Linked DNA regions of Sus scrofa: region 2 is linked to region 1. A link is a contact called in public Hi-C data. All regions are on one chromosome and are shown on one strand. The core of a region is the stretch at or near the end of the contact, and the rest is flanking DNA. Distances in the headings are between cores, read along the strand shown.

Region 1 (3,590 bases), core at 1,050-3,549:
CCACAGAGCCTAACTAATTACACTTTAGAAGGATGCTCTTTCAATGTTTATCCCTGGAGACCCTCCTCTTAGTCTCCCTAGAGAATGAACTATGCAGATGTATTCCAGAGTTGAGAAAAGATAGGCAAATTATATCAAACTTAATAAGATCCTTGTGAGCTAAACTTGAGGCTAGCCCATTGATTTCTGTTTTCTGAGGAAGGTTAAGTCAAAAAGTCCTGGAGGAAGTGAGCTGTTCTAAAGACTCACCTGGGAAAGCCCAGAGGTGATGCCTCATTAGATAGACATTAAGAGGAAAACTGAGCCCTATAACATTACACATTTTAACATTGGTGTGATTTTTACATTGATATTTAGCAGGAGAAGCAAATAGGGAATAACACGTAAAAAGAAGAGAAAAAGAAAATTGACATTTGGATTAGATTCCTCTCAGTATTTATCTGGATATTTTGATAAAGGTAATGGGGTAAAATTTAAAAATATATTTACAGGTAGTTTTTCAGAGAACTATTTGAATACCATTGCTATCCTCTTGGGCTTGCATCACATATTATATGCACAAATTTTTAAATGCATCCTATAGCAACTAATAATTATTTCAAACTCAACTACCAATTAATTTGAAAGCTTGATGTCCCCTTTCCACTATCTGCTTTTTCCCCTCCCCTGTTTCGAATTGCATATTCATTTTCTTCAAATACTATTGTGAAGAGTGTTAAAAGATAATTTTCAAAAAATGTTAAAATCATGACTCTCAAAGAGACAAAAATGAATAGGTGTTAAAGATTTTATTCTGCTCATTAACTTATGTTGTTACCCAAAATCTAAATTCACATCTTGGTGGGTGTTGAGACACTACTAAGTCAAAGTTTGGGAGAAGGAAGGATTTATTCTTACTTGTAGGAACTAAGGAGAACACAGGGGATTGTTCCCAAAGAAAAATCTCTCTAAAGGGCAAAACTAAGGAAGTTTTAAGCTAAGGGTGCATGCATATTCATGAAGAGGCTTGAGCAAAGGAGAATTCAGCACGGAATTGGGACAAATGTCTTTGACAGAGCCCAAGCTTCAGCTGATTGAAATCAGATGGTTAACATCAGTATTCCATCCTCCACCTTGGTGTGGGCTTAAGCTCCTACAGAACTCAAAAGACCTGTATCAGGTTGTGGTGTATATTCCTTGAGGAGGAACTAGGATTCTGTCTTATTGCTGAACTATTGTTTCTTGACTGCTTTTCCTTTGTTCCTGCCTTCCCTTACTTTTCTTAAGAACAATGGTTGCTGAGACCTGTTCAAGGGCAATCATTATGGCCTGGCTTAGATCACAAAATGGCTTAGGCCAAAATAGCTTCTTTTATATCAAGAAAGCCATTCCTGGTTCTCTTTCTCCAAGGACCCCTTAACCTATCTTCTTACAATGAGGATAACAGGCAGATGTTATAACTGGTTCTAGAGAATCTGAAGAAACAGATACCTTTATAAATCAGGAATATGGAAATGAATGTGCAAATGGAGGCAAAAGTTGTTTCCCCACAGGAAGGAAAGGGAAATCAATTGAGTCTTTATTGGACATGACATGATTTGTATATCAATATACAAGAATTATTTTTCATTGTTACCACTTATCTTCAATTTATAGAGTTGCAAAAGAGCACAAGGATAACAGACTAGTATCAGATAATCCTGAGAGTGTTCTCTAGAGCCCAGGCGATGCATAGTTTTCAAGTACAACTTTCTTTCCTACAAGAGAGAATAATTTTATGCTTGATGTTCTTTCCTTTATCAGTTTTCTTAGAAAACAGGCATAAACCTCTGGGTTTCCATATCAGATTCTTATTATCTGTCTCACACAGAATACAATGAAATTGGGTAAGAATTTGCAGAATACACATATGAGATAGTTCATGATTAGAAGTTCTTTTCCCCAATTGTTTTATTTAACTGTGTGAAATATTCAATTTTCTCTTGTTCCTTAGCATTCATTATATCCATATAGCAAATATTTACCAATTACCTATTTATCTGGTGTCAGGTCTAAGAAAACAGAAGTAGATCAATGTCTCTGTTCTTAAGAAACTTAATACAACAGATATGAATTGTATTTCAGACACTCAGAGGTGTAACAAATATCAACATAATTTATTTTTTTTTAATCAAAATACTCTGAATCTGAGACTCAGACACCTGCTTGGCAAATCATTTAATCTCAGTCATTATACAGCTTTCATGATGCTCTGTGAAGGTCCCAATGGTAATAAAAAAAGCAAAATATTTGTGTGGCTTATCTATGGCCTTTGATCCTGAAGGGGAAAGTTGTGCAAAGCTTAGTAATTTAGTAGGCATTCTGGCTAGCTCATCTATGTGGACTCATCCCTGCTTTTGGCTGTTTTTGACTAGGTTATCTTACAGGTTCATAGAGATAGAAGTTAGCTTGTAGAATTTTTGTTGTTGTTGTTGTCTTTTTAGGGCCATACCCATGGCATATGGAGGTTCTCAGACTAGGGCTCGAATCAGAGCCGTAGCCACCAGACTACACCACAGCCACAGCAATGTCAGAACCGAGCCGTGTTTGTGACCTATGCCACAGATCACAGCAATACTGGATACTTAACCCACTAGTTGAGGCCAGGTATCGAACCAGAATCATCATGGATGATAGTTAGATTCTTTTCTGCTGATCCATGACAGGAACTCCCTAGGAGTTCAATAATGAAAATATTTCCTAAGGGCAGCCAAGAAAATGATTCCTGTTCATGGCAAGGCAAGAGAGTTTTGTCAGATAGAGAATATAAATCTCTGGAAGTCAAATTCCCATTTTATATACCTTACTGGTTCTCTTATTACTGAGTTAAATAAAATCCTTGATGTGTTCATTTTGTATTCACATGAGAGTGATGATTTTATTCTCTTTTAAAATGTGTACAGTCTGTTAACCTAAAAAACTATGCAGAAGGCTGTGAATAAGAGATTATTTGGGGTCTTAAAATAAATAAAACAAATACTAACAGACAAAAAGGGAGAAACTGATGGGAATACAATACTAGTAGGAGATTTTAACACCTCACTCACATTAAAGGACAGATTTTCAAGACATAAAATCAACAAGGCAACAGAGATTCTAAATCATATAATAAAACAGTTAGATTTAATTTATATTTTCAGGACATTACACCCTGAAAAAGCAGAATGTGCACATGGAACATCCTCTAGGATTGACTACACAATAGAGCACAAAAGGAGCCTCAACAAATTTAAGAATATAAAAATTATTTCAAGCATCTTTTCACAGTGGCATGAAACTAGAAATCAACATAAAACAGAAAAAGAAATGAGAAAAAAACAATTACATGAGACTGAACAACGAGTTACCAAAAAACCCCAATATTAATGATAAATCAAAGAAGAAGCTAAAAAATATTTTGAGGCAAATGACAATGAAGACACAACCATACAAAATCTGTGGAATGCTGCAAAAGGTGTTCTTAGAGGGAAGTTCATGGTGATGCATGCCTTATTTAGAACATAATATAGGTCAGAGAGAAAATAAAGTAGATATTAAAAAGCCAATAGATTATTAAACAGAAGAAAAAGGAA
Region 2 (4,060 bases), core at 937-3,436, 350 kb before region 1:
TTTAATTTTGTTTACAGGTAATTAAAAAACAGTAAATATTTGAATGCTTAAGGGGTTCAGAAGCTTAAACTGAGTGAGACACACATTAACATTTAAGTATCTGCACTTTAGATGATTGTTTGTTTTTTAAGACATTAGAGTTAGCACAAGAGCAGTTGTTTCATGAAACTTCATGTCTGGCTTATTTTATTTCTAAGAATTTTTAGAGCTGGATGGGACATAAGATGATCCAGTACAACACCTGTATATTTCAAATGAGAAAACAGGCACCAAAAAGCAAAACACCTCCAAAAACACACAGCTAGCAAGTGGCCCAAACTATTGTCTCAATGCATTCTAAGTGTCAAACAATTTTCAGTACTTCACATATATTCATCTTATTTTATTCCTAGAATACATTTATGCATTATTCATAATCTCATTTCATAGATGAGGAAACAGGCACAAAAAAAGTAACTGCTGAAGGTCACACAGCTAGTCTAGTATTTACAGTTGTGAATTGGTTCAACAGTCTTAAAAATATTACAAAATGGAAAACCAGATTTAATTTCATTTAAAATAAATGTTTGGGGAGTTCCCATTGTGGCTCAGCATTAACAAACCCAACTAGTATCCATGAAGATGCGGGTTCAATCTCTGGCCTTGCTCAGTGGGTTAAGGATCCGGCATTGCCATGAGCTGTGGGGTAGGTTGAAGACTCGGGTCAGATTCCACATTGCTGCAGCTGAGGTGTAAACCAGCAGTGGCAGCTCCGATTCAACCTCTAGCCTGGGAACCTCCATATGCCACAGGTGCAGCCCTAAAAAGCAAAAAAAAATAAAATAATAAAATAAATGTGGCATATCACAGCCCAAAATCAGCTAATGAGAAGTTGTTGTTAGTATTCCCAGGTAAGAAGAATCAGAAATACTTTAAATTTATGACCAAGATGTAGGGTTCCACTGCATAGGCAATAACATGGTCATGAATATAGGACTCTGTAAAAACTTGGTTTTAATACTGAAGTATTTTGCCAGTGGAGGTAAAGATTTTCCTGGCAGGCAATCTGATGGCGCATCTGGCAGAACTACTGACAAGCTGAATCAAATACTTCTTGCACAACCTGGGGAAAGGACATAAGGACACAGTAACTCCCTCAGCTGGAGGAGACCAGAGACCGGCTTACACTTAGTAAAGAGGAGCTAGCTTTTTTTTTTTTTTTCCCAGCTCCAAAGGAGATAGGGTAAACGCACCCAGAGAAGCAGATGAAATGTGAAAAAAAATCTATGCTCAATTACAACCTAGGACATCCAAGTTTGTTGGCTAAAAGCGACCTACTGATTTCTACGGAAAATGCCATTATAAAATTGAGAAGATTTAAAAAATGTCCAGTACTAGAGTGACAGCCGATCTAGGTCCACAAATCCAAGCTGAGGGCTGATGACCCTGTCAGTGTCAGTCTTTTTAACTGTGTCCCTTTTAACCCAGCAAAGGCTGTTACAGGTACCCTTTCCTTACTTCCATCCCCTATTCTGAGTCATTTACTACCAGCCTGACCTCTTTTCCCTATCTCCACCTCCCTCTAGGGGCCGACCTCCTCACCTTCTTTCCTCTCCCACCGATCCACAGAGAAGCGGGCACCCCCATCCACCTGTGCCAACGCCTGGCACACCTGGGCCTGGGTCTCCAGTATCAACAGCTCCATCTTGGTTTTCATGTCCTCCGGCCTAGTCCGCAGCTCGCTCAGGTCAGTCACAGGCGGGGCCATGAAGCAGCTGCAGCGGCGGGCTAGTTCGTCGTCGTCTTCCTCCGGTTTCCCGGGCAAGGTGCTCGGCGTCCCCGAGCTCTTGCGCACCATCTCCGCACGCTCCACCTGCCCGAAGGCGGCAGCGGCCAGCCCTGCCAGCCCCGCTAGCCCCGCCGCCACCCCGGTCCTCAGCCGGGGGCTGCCTCCCGTCGTGGGGCCGTGCCCCAGCCCGCGGCTCTGCTGGGGGCAAGTGGTGCCAGGCGGCCGGCAGAGGCGTCCCACAGCATAGCGCCGGGACCAAGCGCTTAGCTCTCCGCAGCCGGCACGCGCCGCACGCCAGCAGGGGCCCGCGCTCAGCCCGCCCAAGTGCATAGCCCCGCTCCCGCGCTGTCACCCCGGACAGTGCCCGCCTCCCAGAGAGCGGCCCTTGTGCTCCCTGGGGTCCTAAAGAGCGAGCAGCGCCGGGTGAAGGAACTTTTGCGGGAGAAGAGCTACTACCGGGTCGGCTTGCCAGCGGCAGGCGGGAGGCGGGGGATGCCGGGAGCTGTAGTTCTGTCTCCTATCGCCGCCTGCAGGGGCGCACCCGGGAGATAAAAGAATCCACCGCCGCCAGAAGGGCGGGTCCCACGGGAAGAGAACCGGGTGGCGGTGGTAGGAGAGGGCCGTGGAAGCGCTGGAAGAGATAAAAGAAGCCTTCTTGTCACGTACAACCTCTGGTCTGTGGTTCAGCCAGCCACAGGGAGAAGGCAAAGTAGGGCTGGACGGACTGAGGACTAACCTGGGCAGAAATATGCCCAGAGACTCCTGCCCTGACTTACAACTTTTAAACAGCATTGCAAATTCTGGTTCTTTTTATGTATAGAAGGTCCCGGATCCAGTCCTCTAAATCTTCTAAAATTGGTAGGATTGGTGGGGGCGGAGCCTGGGAAACTCCTAACCTATGGGCTAGTTTTTCAAAGGAGTCAGAAAAGCTAATGAAAATGGTCCTAAGAAAATCCTAGGAAAAGATTTTCTGCGATCAACACCATAGCACATTTCTATCATTAAAATCTTCCCAGGCCTTGCTCCTACAGTGTACAATTGATTGTTCTAGCAATAGGAAAAGCAAAAGTGTTTTTCTAAACCAGCATAAAACTCATGACCTGTTGTATTTGGGTGATCGAGGAATAAGAAACTTTAAAATATTTATCATCCTGCAGTTGTAGGGTGCTGCCAAATATATCTCACGTTTAATACTCCCAATAACTCCTGTAAACTAGGCAGGACACACTCCTCCTTATTCCCCAAAACACATGAGCGCAGGCGCGCGCGCACACGCACGCGCACACACACACACACATGCTTTTAAAGAAATGAGAAACGAAGCTAACATAGATTTCATAGTTGTTGTTGTTTTTTTCCCCTGTAACCGTACCACAGTTCCATGTTGTCTGCATATGAGTGTAAGAACAATTGTCATGGGCTCCTTTGTCCCTTAAATCTCCAGGATGATTTTCATTTCAAGCAGCAGATAATTATTTAAGCCACCAGTGGTAGTTTCTACAAGCTTTTTCTTAGTGGCTAGATGTAATTATGGAACTTCCATGGCTACATGTTTGACCAGTTGTTTAGGGCAGTGTATTTTATCCAATTACAGCAGCATCTGGCAGCTCTCACATGGGAGCAGAGTGTTAGCTGGGTGGGCAAGCCTAACTCTCTAGAGATTCAGTAAATGGTAAAAGCTTAGATTAAGAAGTGATTAAACTGCTTTGGAGGATGCTTTACCTGTGAGACTGAGTTGGCAAAGGAAATATAAAAACTACCATTCTAGAATGTGGCCACTGCAAGGAATGTGGGGACTGAGTGAGCACTAAGAGGGGACCAAACCCAGCCCAGAAGCCTGGCAGTTCCTTTGGCAGGGGAGACACCAGAACTGAGCAACCTGGAGAAGGTTCAGCCTTCAACAAAGTGAGGGAGGGTCTGGGAGTTCTTTGGGAGAGGAATAAAGAAACATTAAGTAGGGGAAGAAAAAGGAGTTCCCTTTGTGACTCAAGGGGCTGAGAACCTGATATAGTGTCTGTGAGGATGTGAGTTGGATCCCTGGCCTCCCTCGGTAGTTAAGTATCCGTCATTGCCACAAGCAACATAGGCTATAGATGTGGCTCAGATATCTTGTTACTGTGGCTGTGGCATAGGCCAGCAGCTGTAGCTGTGATTTGACCCCTGGTCTAGGAACTTCCATATGCTGCAGAGGCGACTGAAGAAAGAGAAAAGGAAGGAAGGAAGAAGGAAGGGAGGGAAGGAGAGGAAGAAAGAAAGAATGTTAGTTGAGCATCAACCCTTCTTGACTAATCT

The links. Hi-C and Micro-C count contacts between places; a contact is called where the count stands out from the background.
Region 2: a contact with region 1 is called in a Hi-C map of liver, with 7 times the contacts expected there. The contact joins the promoter of CPOX here to the enhancer-like site in region 1. A contact is called at or near these places in 3 of 5 promoter capture datasets (fetal skeletal muscle and liver), 20 of 47 Hi-C or Micro-C datasets (adipocytes, alveolar macrophages, embryonic fibroblasts and 13 more) and 2 of 2 datasets of contacts at active chromatin or transcription factors (alveolar macrophages and skeletal muscle).

Annotation. Positions count from the first base shown.
Region 1 is chr13:159,981,785-159,985,374 of Sscrofa11.1, reverse strand. No RefSeq gene overlaps it. Among named protein-coding and RNA genes, the nearest start is that of DCBLD2, 80 kb to the left of the region's middle. Within about 2 kb of position 2,299, at least 1 of the 83 cell types and tissues checked has an H3K27ac peak or open chromatin away from gene starts, as enhancers often do. A contact at or near this core is called in liver, where this site is marked.
Region 2 is chr13:160,330,562-160,334,621 of Sscrofa11.1, reverse strand. CPOX (coproporphyrinogen oxidase) reads right to left here and starts at 2,186. Exons shown (of 7, transcript NM_001243844.1): 1 at 1,582-2,186. The coding sequence starts at 2,098.